2 separate regions of the Macaca mulatta genome follow, and region 1 is linked to region 2. A link is a contact called in public Hi-C data. All regions are on one chromosome and are shown on one strand. Each heading gives the region's core, a stretch centred on a gene start, on an enhancer-like site or on the middle of the called end of the contact. The rest is flanking DNA. Distances are from core to core; before and after follow the strand shown.

The links. A called contact is a pair of places that touch in the nucleus more often than the background predicts.
Region 1: a contact with region 2 is called in a Hi-C map of fetal cortical plate, with 2.3 times the contacts expected there. The contact joins the promoter of FAM135A here to the promoter of SMAP1 in region 2. A contact is called at or near these places in 2 of 14 Hi-C or Micro-C datasets (fetal cortex germinal zone and fetal cortical plate).

Annotation. Positions count from the first base shown.
Region 1 is chr4:115,142,143-115,149,814 of T2T-MMU8v2.0, forward strand. FAM135A (family with sequence similarity 135 member A) reads right to left here and starts at 2,748. Exons shown (of 19, transcript XM_077999779.1): 1 at 2,540-2,748. The coding sequence starts at 2,631. It overlaps LOC144340332 (a long non-coding RNA gene), which reads left to right and starts at 2,936. Exons shown (of 2, transcript XR_013416321.1): 1 at 2,936-3,056; 2 at 3,179-5,493.
Region 2 is chr4:114,900,343-114,907,867 of T2T-MMU8v2.0, forward strand. It overlaps SMAP1 (small ArfGAP 1), which reads right to left and starts at 4,737. Exons shown (of 9, transcript XM_077999773.1): 1 at 4,470-4,737. The coding sequence starts at 4,587. It also overlaps the pseudogene LOC106997989.

The DNA of each region.
Region 1 (7,672 bases), core at 1,498-3,997, 240 kb after region 2:
TTAATGTTCATACATTAGTTAATGCACTAATTAGAAAACTCTAGTACATTAGAACTGCTGCTTGTCAAGGAAGCTTGCACTTCCTTCAAAGCCAGGTCATTTTATTTAGTACATCTATCTAGTATATTAGAAAAGTCTAATAGAATGCTAGTCCACAGTTCACTAGCATTCTACTAGACTTTTCACAGAAGTCTGAAATTTAAAAAAGAAATCTGTTCGATTTGGGATTTAAGCAGTCAATTACACTCTTACTACATAGTCTAAAATTAAAGAGATAAAAACTAAGTATTTATATAGCAAATTTTTATCTGTGGTGGCCCTAAGCATGTTTAAGTGATTAGGGCTTGCTTTGCTATTGAGAGATTACTGGGAGGCCACCTTTATTATCCATACTTTACAGCTGGACACACTGAGATACACAGGTAAAGTGGGTTCTACAAACTAATGTCATGAGTCATCGTAAGAGCTCGTATCTTCTGACTAGAAATTCTAGTCTTCTGTCTGCTGTCCACCACAAATCCTTATTTGATTTCTAAGAGCACAGGAACCTACTCACTAAAAATACCAGCAAGAATTTGTAGGCATTTACTTTTTTTAAATGAATGTTTACCTAAAAATAAAAAGACCTGGCTTTGAAGGAAGTGCAAGCTTCCTTGAGAAGCCGCAGTCATCTTTATTTGCATTTGAAAACTCATTTTTAAAAAATCTTAAAAGCTGATGAGTGCATCATCTCTTACTATACACAACAATTGCTAGTTCTTCTCAAAGAAGTTGGTTTGATGACACCAGAGCCTCCTAGTTTTACTTTAAATTACTTTGAATAAGGAACTACATTTTTTTTTGCCTTGGTATTTCCCTTCTTAAAACAGAAACAGAAAACTTAATTCCTACCTGACACAGACAACGTAAGGAAGAATTTGTTTGTGGACTGCTTTGAGATTCCAGAACGAAATACATAATCCAGTTGATCTTCAAACCTACAATAAAGACAAACTTCACTGAACATAATTGCTTCAGCAGATGCCTTCAAAATAAGACACTATACCATTATTTATGTAAAGAGAAGTTGTATTTAAGCAAAATCTTGATCACAGTGCAATGGAAGAAAAAAACTACAAAACCGTTTAGAAAGTTCTTTTTCTCACGTATGTCTCCCATAAGCACACTAATTCTAAAGGTAGCAGAAATTGTATGCATTTATTAGAGAACAGAGACTCTCAGGAAAATTATGCAGTCAACTGCAATAGCAAATGTATAAAACAAATTAATAATACATTTTATAAAATAAATTCTGTTAAATTTCATCTAAGATTAGTTCTTGGGCAGCTACACCTAATGGAGGACAAGAAAATTTCCAAATTTTAAGTGTATGTTTGCAGGTCAACCTTTAACAAGTCTTAACCCGTTATAGTTTCATGAAGTCTGTACTCAAGTTGCTTTTCCAGGCATGTCAGGTAAACATAATTCTTAGAAATTAAAGCTTTAATCAATAAGTGTAACCGATTTATTGTCACTCTTTCGATGATACTTCCACCAACAGGTAAAGAAAGAAGAAATGTTACTAAACTAGAAGATGAACTAGAAACATTGAGTGGATACCTAGCTTAGGCAGAAAGCAGCAACGACTAGAAGGATATGGCACAAAGAAGTCTTCAGAGATTTAATAAGTAAAACATAGAATGAAGTTAAGAGGCTTGACTTATACAAATGAGGGGGAGGGTGGAAGAGTTTTGGAGGGGAAAAAATTAAGATTAGAGACTCACTGGGTCCACGATGGAAAAGGACGGGAGGATAGTGGCCATCAGGCAGAAAGCGATGAAGCAGGGTACCAAAGGAAAGCGAAGGGAGTGAGGGTTTCCGAAGGTAAGACGGGGCATGGAATGAACTCCAGTGCAAAGCGATGCTAAAGCAAAACACAATCGGCAACTAACAAAAAGGGAACCAGGAGGAAGTACCCAAAGGAGGTGGATGAGAGGAAAATAAAACCAAGGAAGAAATTATGGAGGTAACAAGAGTGAGAAACCTGGTCGGCCAGGGTAAGGAGCTCCGGACAGGGGAGTCAGCCTAGGGATGGAAACACAGAGATACGCGGCTTCCCAAGGAGGGACCACCAAGGCAAAAAGGCACGTGGGAGGCGCGGGATGAAAAAGCAGAACCACGAAAGCGGGTAAAGGAGGGACAGAGCGACGAAGATGGAGTAGGGGTGAAGGGCAGGCGAAGGCAGGGACACGCTAGGCGCAAGGTTCAGGAAGAACAGGTCGAGGGACGAGCGCAGGGGCAGGGGCGGCCGCGGGCACCGGGAGAGCAGCGCGCCGCGGCCCCTCGCCTCCCGCAGAGCGCTCCGCACCGCCGTCCCCGCCGACCTTCAGCGGGGCCGGGGCCAGGCTCCGACCGCCAGCAGTCGGGTGAGGGGCCGCGGCGGGCGAGCGGCGGACGAGGAGGAGGCCGCTTCCTTCCTAGCCCCTGGGAAAGAGGGACGGAGGGAGGGGTCATGGGTGTCGGGAGTCGGGGGAGCCAGAGGAGACAGTAAGGGGGTTACCTCTCGCCTGGGTCGGCCTCTTCCCCCGCCTGTCGGACGGAGGAGCTCGTTGTCCAGCTGGAAGAAGACGGCCCTACCCGGGTCAGCACCATCCCGCCCCGGGCCCCCTCACATCGCCATCACAGCAACCGCAAACACCGCAACCCCGGAGCCGGTTCGTCACCGCGGCTCGGCTACCGGCCCAGCGCGGCCAGCGAGCATGCGCAGTCGCCCCAGTCCCGAGGGAGTCCGGGCCAGCCGGCTATACCTGCGATCAACAGGTCCCCGGCCGCACGGCCCCGCCCCCGGCCTCTCTCACCTCCTCCTCCCGCCTCTTCCCTCCCCTCTCTGAGGCTAGGCCCCGCCCCTTCAAGCTCCGTGCCCCGCCCTTCAGGAGCTTCAGTTGCCCCTCCAGCTCCAGCACCTACTGAGATTTCTAGAGATTTGTCCGCCCTACCAGGCTCCCGTTCCCAAGTTCCCGCGAGAACGGGAGAGTTGCGTCAACAAAAAGCGCGCGTCCAAGAAAAGGGGCTTGCTTGTGCGTTTAAGGGATGGAACCTGGAGGTGGAGGAGGAGTAGAGAGCAAGAAGAGGGCAAAAAGAGGGAGTTCGAGAACTTTAGCCTTTTTTCTCACAATGTTGTTTCTCCCTTTCTCTCTAGCTCCTCGGTGCAGTCCCGGGTAGAGACCCCGGTTCCTGCGCTAGTCGATTTGTGCGGTAGGAAAGGAGGCTGCAGGGGATCTGCGCTGGGGCGGGACAACTGCCTTTCGGGACCCGGTCCTTGCATCTTGGGAGATATGGGTGCTGATCTGGTTATTTCTCGGTTTATGACGCCAAAAAGGGCGGGAGGGGGCTGATGAAGTGAAGCCTTTCGCTGTTACATTCCATTAACAGAAACCCATGAAGGATCATTGATTTATTTCACTCTTCCCTGTTTCTGAACCTTATGTGGCAAAAACTTTTGTAGTGCATAAAGTTCAGTATGTTGCTAAAGCTGAGTTAATGAAAGGAAAATTTCGGCTGCGACTCGTGTGTTAAAAATGAATCTAGGATGGATAGTGGTGTTGGTTGCTCAATAATGAATGGACGTAATGCTCCTGAACTGTGCACTTAAAATGGTAAATTTTCTGTTATGTATATTTTACCACAGTAAGAATTAGAAGGGAAAAGCTTTGTGCATTCATTTGAAAGTAATGGTGATGTCTTGTAACCTAGGCCATTTGGGGGACAGGTTTTGAATATATAATTTAACCATTGTTTTTCATCTTTGCACCAGTTTTTTTTTTTTTTTTTTTTTTTTTTTTTCCTTTTGTGAGTCAGAGTGTTGCTCTGTCGCCCAGGCTGGTGTTCAGTAGTGTGATCTCGGCTCACCGCAACCTCTGCCTCCGGAGTTCAAGCAGTTCTGTCTCAGCCTCCCGAGTAGCTGGGACTACAGGCACATGCCACCACGCCCGACTACTTTTTGTATTGTTAGTACAGACGGGGTCTCACCATATTGGTCAGGCTGGTTTCGAACTCCTGACCTTAGGTGATCCACCCGCCGCTGCCTTCCAAGTGCTGGGATTACAGGCCTAAGCCACTATGCCCGGCTTGTACCAGTTTTTACATGATTGGGTGTCCCATTATCCTGTGAACCAATCTATTTGCATTTGTATGAATGGCCTGCTTTCTTGAATTCTAATTTGTCCCTTCTTTTATAGCCCTGTACCATTTTACTGTCCTTGCTAAACAGGCTTTTGTTGCTTGTTTTGTGACTTGAACTTTAGCCTCAAAATTGGAAAGGCTTTTTCTGTTTTTTTAGTTCCAGCCATGTCTTAGGAGAATATAGTAAACAACCAATTATTTGCATTTCCACCTCCGTGCACTCCATGTGGCCCACACTGTGTGCCAAGATTCTTTCCCTGTTCCGAGTTCTTTTTATTCAAATCACATTGTTAACTCATCTGCTATGTGCCAGGCGGTGTGCTAATCTTGGAAGATACCAACATGAATGAAAAAGAACTTGGGTGGAGTGTTTGCAGTATTACCCTATGATGTAATGTGTATAGTGCAGAGATAAAGGCACAGGGAGCTATTGGAGCTCAGAAGAAGCATTAATCCAACTTTGGGAAGAGGTCATGAGTCAGGAAAAACTTCTAGGAGAAAATGATTCCAGAAAGTTGAAGTGGGATGTCTTGTGGCGGTTGGGAGGAGTAAAGGGAAAAGGATTGCTTAAACAAAAGCTGTACGTAAGAAACTGGTCTTTGTGCTGAACTAAAACTAAGACTTCTATGCCACTGTTTGCGGATGTGAGGCTGGAGAAGTTGACAAGGATCATGGTGCGCCTTCGAAAAAAGTCAAATCAGTTCAACCATTATATATATATTTTTATTGTTTATTAGATGTTTGCTAAATACTGTGCTAGTTACTGAGGGATATAATGAAGGTTAACGGTTAGTCTAAAATCTCAGAGTTTGCAGTCTAGTAGGGGTAGACAGGCATGTAAAAACAAAAACAAAAAAAACAAGTTCTCCTACATAGTTAAAATTGGGGTAGGTACAGGGTTGTCTGGGAACCCAGAAGAGGAGCACTTAACTAACCTAGAGATTTAGCAAGAGTTCCTGGTAATTATCTATTGATAGACGAATATAAAATAATGTCTTAAAGAAATACGAAAATTCACCTGGGACTGCTTTGGCTCACCCCTGTAATCCCAGCACTTTGGGAAGCCGAGGCAGGCAGATCACTTGAGGTCAGATGTTCAAGACCAGCCTGGGTTTAGCAGAGAAACCCCATCTCTACTAAAAATAAAAAAATTACCGGGTGTGGTGGCAGGCACCTGTATTCCCAGCTACTCCAGAGGCTGAGGCATGGAAATCGCTGGAACCTGGGAGGCGGAGGTTGCAGTGAGCTGAGATGGCACCACTGCATTCCAGCCTGGGCTACAGAGTGAGACTCCTTCTCAAAAATAAAAAACAGCAACAACAACAACAAAAACCATAAGAAATAAGAAAATTTATGCCATCTGCTGAGGTACAGACTACTAGAGGATTTAGCACACTGATCTAATTGTCACATTACCTGGTTCTAATTCTAAAGTCTTCATTATACTGTGTTATCTTGAGAGTGTCTTACCTTCTCTAGGTCTGTTTTCTCTCACATATGAGAAGATAATCCCATTATATACAATTTGAATTCCTTTAGAAATTTGTGTAGAAATTTCCTGATTCTAAATTTACTTCCCGTATTTATCATCCCAGATTTCTTGTCACCCATTATGCTGCTAATAAACAGTTTTGTGTCACATTTAATGTACATTAACATTTTATGTTATATGTGTCATTTTCAATCTATGTTGTGCTCAAGGAATGTAAGATTTCGAATCCTTTCTATCTTGTAATTGGTTTACATAATTTAACTTTGGCATGAAGTGTTTTTGAATGTTTGCTAAACCCTTCTAACTGTGGAATATTCTCGTAATCCAAAGATCAGGTTATCTCTCCCTTTCTCAGTTGCACAACATTGATTCAGCTAAAGATTGAGACAGTAGAAGAAATGAATATTGTAAATTTGAAAATAGCCCTATGAAGTCCGGGCGCGATGGCTCATTCCTGTAATCCCAGCACTTTGGGAGGCCAAGGCAGGAGATCACGAGGTCAGGAGTTTGAGACTAGCCTGGCCAACATAGTGAAACCCTGGCTCTACCAAAAATACAAAAATTAGCCAGGCGTGGTGGTGGGTGTCTGTAATCCCAGCTACTCGGGAGGCTGAGGCAGGAGAATCACTTGAATCCCGGAGGCAGAGGTTTCAGTGAGCCGAGATTACACCATTGCACTCCAGGCTGGGCGGCAGAGCAAGACTCCATCTCAAAAAAAAAAAGAAAGGAAATAGCCTCATGAAGGATGTCTCATATTTGTCAGATGCTAAACATTAATTTACTAAAAAAAAAAAAAAAAATCTGTATTTTTCCTTACTGGGCTTTATGATTTTTAAAATATTCCTGTTGTAAGTATGGTCATTATTTGAAAATTAAAAATGAGATATAGTCAAAGTTATTCCACAACTTTTTTCAACAATGTGATTATTTTTGGCATTTCATACAGGGAATTCTGAATTCTTTTTTGTAAGAATTAGAGTACTCTAATAAAGTGTGATAAGTAATAATAAAGTATTAAACCTCCTTCTGGGGCATTCACTCTTGTCTCCAGGCAGAATATAGATTTTATCATTTACGGATACTTGGGTGAATGCCCACAGTACTCAAAGTTTTTTAGGAGGTTATATTACTTTAACAAGAAATATAAAACAGCAGAACAAAGTTTCATTATAGGACTTCCTTTATGGGTTAGTAACAGCTACAAACCAGAAGGGCAAATGTATTACTTCATAACAATGTTGTAATATTATTTCATGATGTTTTGTTTGTTTTTGTTTTAAGACAGAGTCTCATTCTATGTAATACATATACTCCATATCAGACTGTAATAATACAGAAAAAAAAACCTGATGCTTCCTGGTCTATTAAAGTTCAAAGTAGTTTTTGTTATATTTTGTTATAAAGGGACAAATAGTGACTTCTTGGTTGCAATTCAGGTTACCTAGGGTTCCCAAAGACAGCATGTCTGCTTGGATCATTGGAGTCAGTCTGTCAGACAGAAACATTCCTCCTACCACCATCCCACTGAATCATTCCTGTGAAGTATAATTAACTAGTATCAAGTGACGGCAGTGAAATGATTTCTGAATTATTCTCTTCTTTGTATGCCTGAAGCTTACTGTGGTTTTTTTTTAAAACATAATATTTATACTAATTATCATTTGCTCTTTGACAGCAAACACATTAGGGCAACTATCTCAGTCTTCCTATGACTCATACATTTATATCTTGAGACTTGATCTTTAAAACAATTCCAGCCCCATATCATCTGCTTCGTATCAGACTGTATCACTTTTCCTGTTATCCTGCTATACCTTCTTATTCAACATATCCCAAACTCATCCTGCCTTCCTTCATGCACAGATCTAGCTCTCTGCCAAACTTCTGGTTTCTGTCAATACCCCTTCCCCTCCCATTTACTAAGCCTAGAACCTCACTGCCATATATATATTTTTTTCTTTTCTTTTGTTCTATTTTCACTTCTTTATCTTTTAAAATCCTTTTCATATATACATATTA
Region 2 (7,525 bases), core at 3,487-5,986:
TGTAATGAAAACTGGGGATACTACCCTAACCAAGATAAACAAGATCTGTTCTCTCTTGCAGCTATAATCCAACCGGGATATAGTATACCCCATAATCACCTAAATAATGTTTAATTATAATTGTGATAAGTGCAATAAAAGATTCAGGGTGTTGTCTTTTATCTATAAATGGAAACCTAATCTAATCTCAGAGGATCAAGGAGAATTATTTCCCTTGAAAAGACATTTAAGCAGGAATTGAAAGATGAGCAAAAGCTGAGCAGGCAAAAACTCGTTAGAAAGCTTCCCAGGCAGAAGAACAGCACGTGCGAAGGTCTTGAAACAGCATTCTAGCAACTGTAAAGACCACCAGTGGGCAAAAGTCAAGGTGCAAGGGGAACAACAGCCTAAAATAAGTTTAGAGGTAGTTATTTCTTACAACCATTATTACAAGTACTTAGCACATTATTTTAGAATTATTTACTTGGAAAAACAAAACCCACACTAAACAAACTCCTTTAGGTCTTACAAATTTTTTTAGCTCTCTTACCTAATACAGTATCTAACAGTGTGTCTTCAAGTCAAGATCTGCGGAATGAAGAAACGAATGTTTGATGTGAGCAAGGAGCTTACCCTCTCAGTATCATACAGGCTAAACAAAACAATCTCCAGAGTTAAAAAACCTTATGTTTCTGACAACCCAAAATTGAATGGGCAAGAGACTCACTTTCATACCAATTTAAATATGCTCAAAATCAAACCTAGTAAAAGATGCATCAATAGACGGATAAACTGTGGTCTGTCCATACAATGGAATATTATTCAGCCATAAAAGGAATGAGGTACCGACACATTACAAAATGAAAGAACTTTGAAAACATATTAAGTGAAAGTCAGAAACAAAAGTCCATATGTTGTATTACATGAAATATCCAGAACAGGCAAACCTATAGAGATAGAACATGCAATGGTGTCTGCCAGGGGCTAGGGAGAGCGGACAGTGGGAAGAAACGTCTCAATGTGAATTTTATCTGTATGCTTTTTTTTTTCCCCCCGGGATGGAGTCTTACTCTGTCAACCAAGCTGGAGTGCAGCAGTGCAATCTCTACTCACTGCAACCTCCGCCTCCCAGGTTCAAGCAATTCTCCTGCCTCAGTCTCCCAAGTAGGGATTACAGGCGCCTGCCGCCGCACCCAGCTAACATTTTTCATATTTTTAGTGGAGACAGGGTTTCACCATGTTGGCCAGGCTGATCTTGAATGCATTTCTGCATTTTTAAAATCTCAGAAATATACATTAACAAGCATGGGGTATGTCAGTGTGGTGCCTGCCAAGCCCAGTGATGTTTTCTAGGAGCCCTACCCACTAGTTCAGGCCACTCCTGATGTCCAGCACAAGATGCCCTGTTCTGAGCCTGTGAAAGAATACAGAAGTGGGAGAAAAAAAAAAAAAAATCAAAGCTAGGATTACCTGTAGACAACACTTTAAATACTGAAAACTAACCTTGAAGCTGGCAAGGCGTTCTCAGTCCTCACTGCTCCCTAAAGTGTCACCAACTAATAACCAACAAGAGCTGCTTTAAACTCCCACTGAGTCATGAATGCAGCTAGGAGAGAAGAGGAGTAGTTCCATCTGCCTGTTCTTAAATTCCCCAGTTGTTCAACGGATTTGGTAAGAGCAGCATCAAGAGCAGGAAACTGGTGCCTATACCATCCTTTTCTCCTTCCTTGCTTCTTAAATACTGTCAATCCAGGAAACACAAGCTGGTGATTCAGTAAGAAAATGTCAAAACCCAATTGACATACCTCTACCAACTATTATAAGGCAAGATAATACAGGGACCTCAAATCCTAAGCTTTAGTTTCGGTACATATTCCCAAAGATCAGTGGAAGAAGCTTCTTTAAAAGAAAGAAAATTAAGTTAACTGGGAAATAACTTTGAAATACAGTACATGAAAAGTTTGATGCAATTTACTAGACAGTGAAGAAAACATCAATACATACACAGAATGAAACTTCTTAGTAACCGAGCTGTAGAGTAAGATCCTTAACATATCTTTTAAAAGTACTACATTTATTATGTCATCCTAGCATATAGATCCAAAATCATGTAACAAGCCAAGAATTCTACTAAAAAAGCCTCCATAATGTACTTCAACCTTACCAAATACTCAAAAACTGCGAAAATATATTTACATCTATTGCTCTACCATGTCAAAATTTTCAGTTACAACTATGAAATCAAGTCTAATTAAGCCAACAAGTGGCCTTACCTGTGATTTTTTGCCTGAAAGATCAAGATAACACATTGAAATAATTTACAAGATCATTTTAATATTCTTCTAGATTTAGTAGCAACAACAACAACAAAAAATCCTTGTAAATTATACTGTGGAGTGCATGCCCTTCAAGCTGCACCCTTGTACTCTTGATACCATTCTCTTCTCTCCCACATCCCTCACTTCTCAAAACAAGTAAACCAACAAAAGGCCAGACAAAACCAAAATACAAAAGACATTCATTCAGTATATACCGTGGCAATACAAACATTGAGCAAAATGAATACTTCCTATTCTTCAGGTCCAAAGAAGTAAAACTTTTCATCCTAATTTAAGAAGTACATGATTCTCTTCTCCCCACTCCAAAAGAGTAAATGAAAAAAAAAAAAAAAGTTAACATGGTTAATAACGGCTTTTAAAAATCTGTATTATTTTAGAAAGCATTAGTGAAAATCTGATTTTATAAAGTACTTTTCTGGAAACAGAAATTTGAACAAAAATTAAATTATTTTTAACGATGTCTGTAGATGAAGGAAGGTTAATTCTGAAACTGTTACTATTCAATTTTTAATGAACAGATTTAATATTTACCAGCATCTCTACTTAATCATGTTATTACTCAAAATGACAAAATGTGTACTTTTTAACTTCAGCTTCTTTCTTCTTCTTGGCCTTTTAAAAGACCATTTTTCAGTGTTTTACTAGTGCAGTCCATGAAGAGCAAGCGACTGAGCCTCAATACAGTACAGAACTCCCAAATAGCCACACACAATCAAGTTACTAGGAAAACAAATATTACAAGAACCAGGCATGCACTATGTAAAAACTCATCACCTGAAAAGGTTACACAGGATAAATATAATTTTGACTCAATCAAGTTACTATATTGAAAAGTGCTTCATAAAAATAATCTAGTTACAGTATTCCCACTTGATTCTTCCAGTAATTCAGTACCTGTTATGACAGTGAAGAAACCTGCTGATGCTGTGTGGCTCAGTCTAGTCAAATATTACCAGTCTACTGAAATATGACTCATTTATATAGTATTGAGAAAGAACAGTAAAGCTTCAGGAAGAGTCTAAGTCAAATAACACAGAAATCTTAAAGGACATTCCCCAAAGAGACTGTCTCCTGCTTTGGAGAACTACCCTATTTCTCGCCCAATAACGAAATAAACCAATTAAAAATAGACGCAATCTTTTATTAACTACAGAAGACATTTCTTTTAAAAAAAAATTAGAAATGTTTCTGATGAGATTACTTGCAAGGCATTAAACATAAATCAGATCTCCAAACACAAAATATAGCAGCTAAAAATAGTATATCTATTTCAAAGGCTGAGGCAGAAGCCCTCCAACTGAACAAACTAAAATTAGGTCTTTTCTGTCTCTAGATCTTTAAAATGAACCTTCAACATTTATGAGGTACACAAATCAGTGTCCACACATTCTCCCAAACTAGCTGGTCAGAGAAAACCTAATTACTAAAATCTTCAGAAATATAAACCCACTGTCCTCCAAGAGATTCATGTAATGAAATTCCTCTTCATTCTGGCTAATAACCAGACTAAAAAACAATACTACTACTAATAAAGACCTTTCTCCAATTAATTTATTCCGTAAAACTCAAATCCACCGAAAAAGACCACCATACTCTTTTTCAAGAGGCAGAGACAAGAGCCTTGTACAAAAGCTGTCAGGTGGGGCAGGCAGGTAGGGCTCTGTCTGGGAGACCAAGAATCCGGACCGGAGAGGGAGGACGTGGTCACACCGGAGGGTAGAAGAGGGGATCGAGACCTAAGGGCGGCCCCACCCACAGAGATAGCTATGAGCAGAGCTAGGAGGGCAACTCTCTAACCCTAAGCTCTGCCCAGACCCGTGTCCGGTTCCGCGCTCCCAGCCCCGCTCCTACCCTCAGCCCTGTGGAGGGTCCGAGCATCGCTACTCCGGCACCTGCTCAACCCGGGGTCGGGGAGGAGGGGAGGCTGGGGCCACTGACAGGGCCTGCGAGCCTGACCTCGCCGCCGCCGCCTCTGGCGGACTTGAGGGTCGACAGGAGCCCCGCGCCCGCCCGCTCAGCCACCCGCCCTCCAGTCAGGGCAGGGGCCTCCCGGCAAGCCGAGGCATCCGCTAGGGCCCTGAACGCCGCAGCGGCGGGAAGGTCACCGGTCGCAAGAGGCCCCGACCGGGGCAGCGACGACGTCCGAGCTACCTTTGGCCTCGCAGTCGGCGCAGTACTTGTTGTCCTCTTCCCTCAGAAGCTTGGATAGGATGAGCTGGTGCTGCTCGTTCAGCTTCTGAGCCTTTTCCCGGCAGGAGCGCGTCGCCATCTCGGCAGTGGGGCGGGGAGCCCAGGGCAGCTACGGCGGCGGCGGACGCTGGCTGGAGCCGGGCAGAGTGAACGCACCTGGCGCCGCCGGGACCGCGGGCTGGCTTAGCCCAGGAAGCGGCGGCAGCAGCGGCAGCTGAAACAGGAGGAGGGGCGGCGGTGGTAGCGCCGACGTGTCCCGCCTCCTTGCCGGGCCGGCCGGCAAACACCACCCGAGCCGGCGAGGGGAGGAGGAGGGGGAGTGGGACGCGCCGAGGCTTCCGGGTGGCGCGGAGGAAGGGACCCGGGCGCCGGGCGCGCTGCGCATGCGCCGAACGTACGCGGCCCGGCCTGCCGGATCTTTCTGCAAAAAGGCCCAAGGTGATTCCTGAAAAGTAGCTGGCACTGCCTCATGCAGGTTTTCCTCCCTTTTGAGATGTGATGGTCCGCGAGGGCCTCGAGTAAAACTCGGTAATGGAAGACCTTTTACAAGGAGGCTACTTTGACTTGCCCATTTGCCTTTGCTCTTGCTGGCACAACATTGGAAATGCAGAAATACTAGCGACTGGGTGGGGTCATTTACTCATTCGAGGTTTATTCGCCCGCAGTTTAGAAGCTGGAGACACGGATGGAATAAAAGAGGAAAAACGGTCTCTTACATTTTAAGGACGAGAAATAATCTAGTAGTGACATGTATTAAGGGATAACATTTCATTGAGTGATTACTCTGTTACGAACTATTAGCTCATTTAACCCTTTCCCCAACCTTATGATATTGTTGTCCTCATTACACAGAGGAGGAAAGTGAGGCATAGAGGAATTAAGTAACCTGCCCAGATTACAGAACTACTAGTGGGGGAGTTGAGATTCAAATCCAAAGCAGTCTGATTCCAGAGTCTGAAACACCTGGCTGTAAGCCCTTCCATAAGGGAGAAAGTGTGACCAGGAACCCAAATACTCGACGGTGATACTTTAACAAGAAGCTGTGTAAATAGTGATCATTAATGCAAGAGAAAGAGAACTAAAGAAATGAAACACTTTTCATTGGAACCCAGACCCTAATCCAGGCTCATGAGGTTTCAACTCTGGGTGAGGCAGTTTCAATGATTTGGCATGTTGTATATTATGAGGAAGTTCTAATATGGGACTTATATAAGCCCAATACACAGTCCTTGCTTGCGGTGAGGCAGATGCTAAGAAAGGCAATCAACAAGAGTCGGTCTTACGCTTTTTAGTAAGGCTAATCTCTAGCCGCTGGCCCTGCCTAAAAGTGACCCTCATTGCTACCTAGCCCTGTTCTTGGCACAGGGGCTCAAAAAAATGTTTGTGGAATTAAATTGAATGGATATGGCAATAAAGATGTTCAGTAATTAAACAAATTAGAGCTTAAACTGCATAGCTCTGACACATAGCAACTAGAGAGATATTGGTGAGTTCAAAAGAACAGAAAAAAACCTTATGTGGGAGGGAGAATTTATGAGCCTTGTCCTGAAGATATGCTTGATTTAGATGGAGACTGGGGAGGGAGACATTAAGAAAGAGCAACATGCACAAAAGCGTAAAGACCTCAAGTACCTTGGAAAACAGACTGGAACAAAAGGTACTACTTAGGACGGAGTGAAAGATAAGGCTGCATAAGTAAACTATGATTGGGTTATGGAAGACTTGGGAAGCCAGACAAAGTAATCTGGCCTTGATGCAATTCACAGTAGAAAACCTGTAGATTTTGGCCAGGCACAGTGGCTCACACCTGTAATCCCAGCACTTTGGGAAGCCAAGGTGGGTGGATCACCTGAGGTGGGGAGTTCGAGACCAGCCTGACCAACATGGAGAAACCCCATCTCTACTGATAATACAAAATTAGCCAGGTGTAGTGGCAAATGCCTGTTTAATTCCAGCTACTCAGGAGATTGAGGGAGGAGAATCGCTTGAACCCTGGAGGCAGAGGTTGCAGTGAGCCAAGATCACGTCATTGCACTCCAGCCTGGGCAACAAGAGTGAAACTCCGTCCCCCCTGCACCCCTGCCCCTGGAAAAAAAAAAAAAAAAAAAAAAAAAACCCTGTAGATTCTTCAAGTAGGATAATAGCATAATAAAAAGGATCTTTCGGGAAAGTTAGTCCTGCCATAACCAGTAAACAAACACCATTTTTTGAGTACCTGTCCTCCCTACAAAAATTCTGTGCAGCACTGTAAGGACTCAGAAAACAGAATACAGGTTTACCTCCAATAAACGACCTTCAGGATGGATTGAAGGGTCACAGTGATGTCCAATAGAAATACTTGCATGCCACACATATAACTTTAAATAATACAGTAGCCACATTTTAAAACAGAAAAAGAAACATAAAATACATTTTATGAATACATTTTATTTAACTCGATGTATCCAAAATATTTTTAAGATGTAATATAAAAAAAGGCATATTTTCCATTCTTGTTTTCATATTGTCTTCAAAATGCTGTATAACACAGCTCGTTTCATTTTTGAGTAGCTGAATTTATTTCTTAATAAAGAAATTATCAAAAAATTGAAGCTAAGAGTTGGAGACCCTGCTGGTCCATGGGGTCTCACTATGTGGGCCAGCATGGTCTTGAACTCCTAGCCTCAAGTTATCCTCCCACCTTGGCCTCCCAAAGTGCTGGGATTACAGGCACGAGCCACTGCGCCCAGCCTGGAGTAGCTGAATTTCAAATGTTCAGCAGCCGCATGTGACTAGTGGATACATTATTGAATAGTGTTGTTCTCGATGGTCAGCTTAGAGGCTATTAAAATCTAAATTTGAGTTGATTGTATTTTAAGGCTATAGTAGGAAGAAAGAGACATGTTCCCCAAAACATCTTGGGAAGAAAACAACATTGCATTTATTCACCAATATTTATTAAACCACTTCTATCTAGTACACTAATTATCAGAAGCTTACAGTCTACTATGAGATAAAAATATGTAAATAGAAAAGGA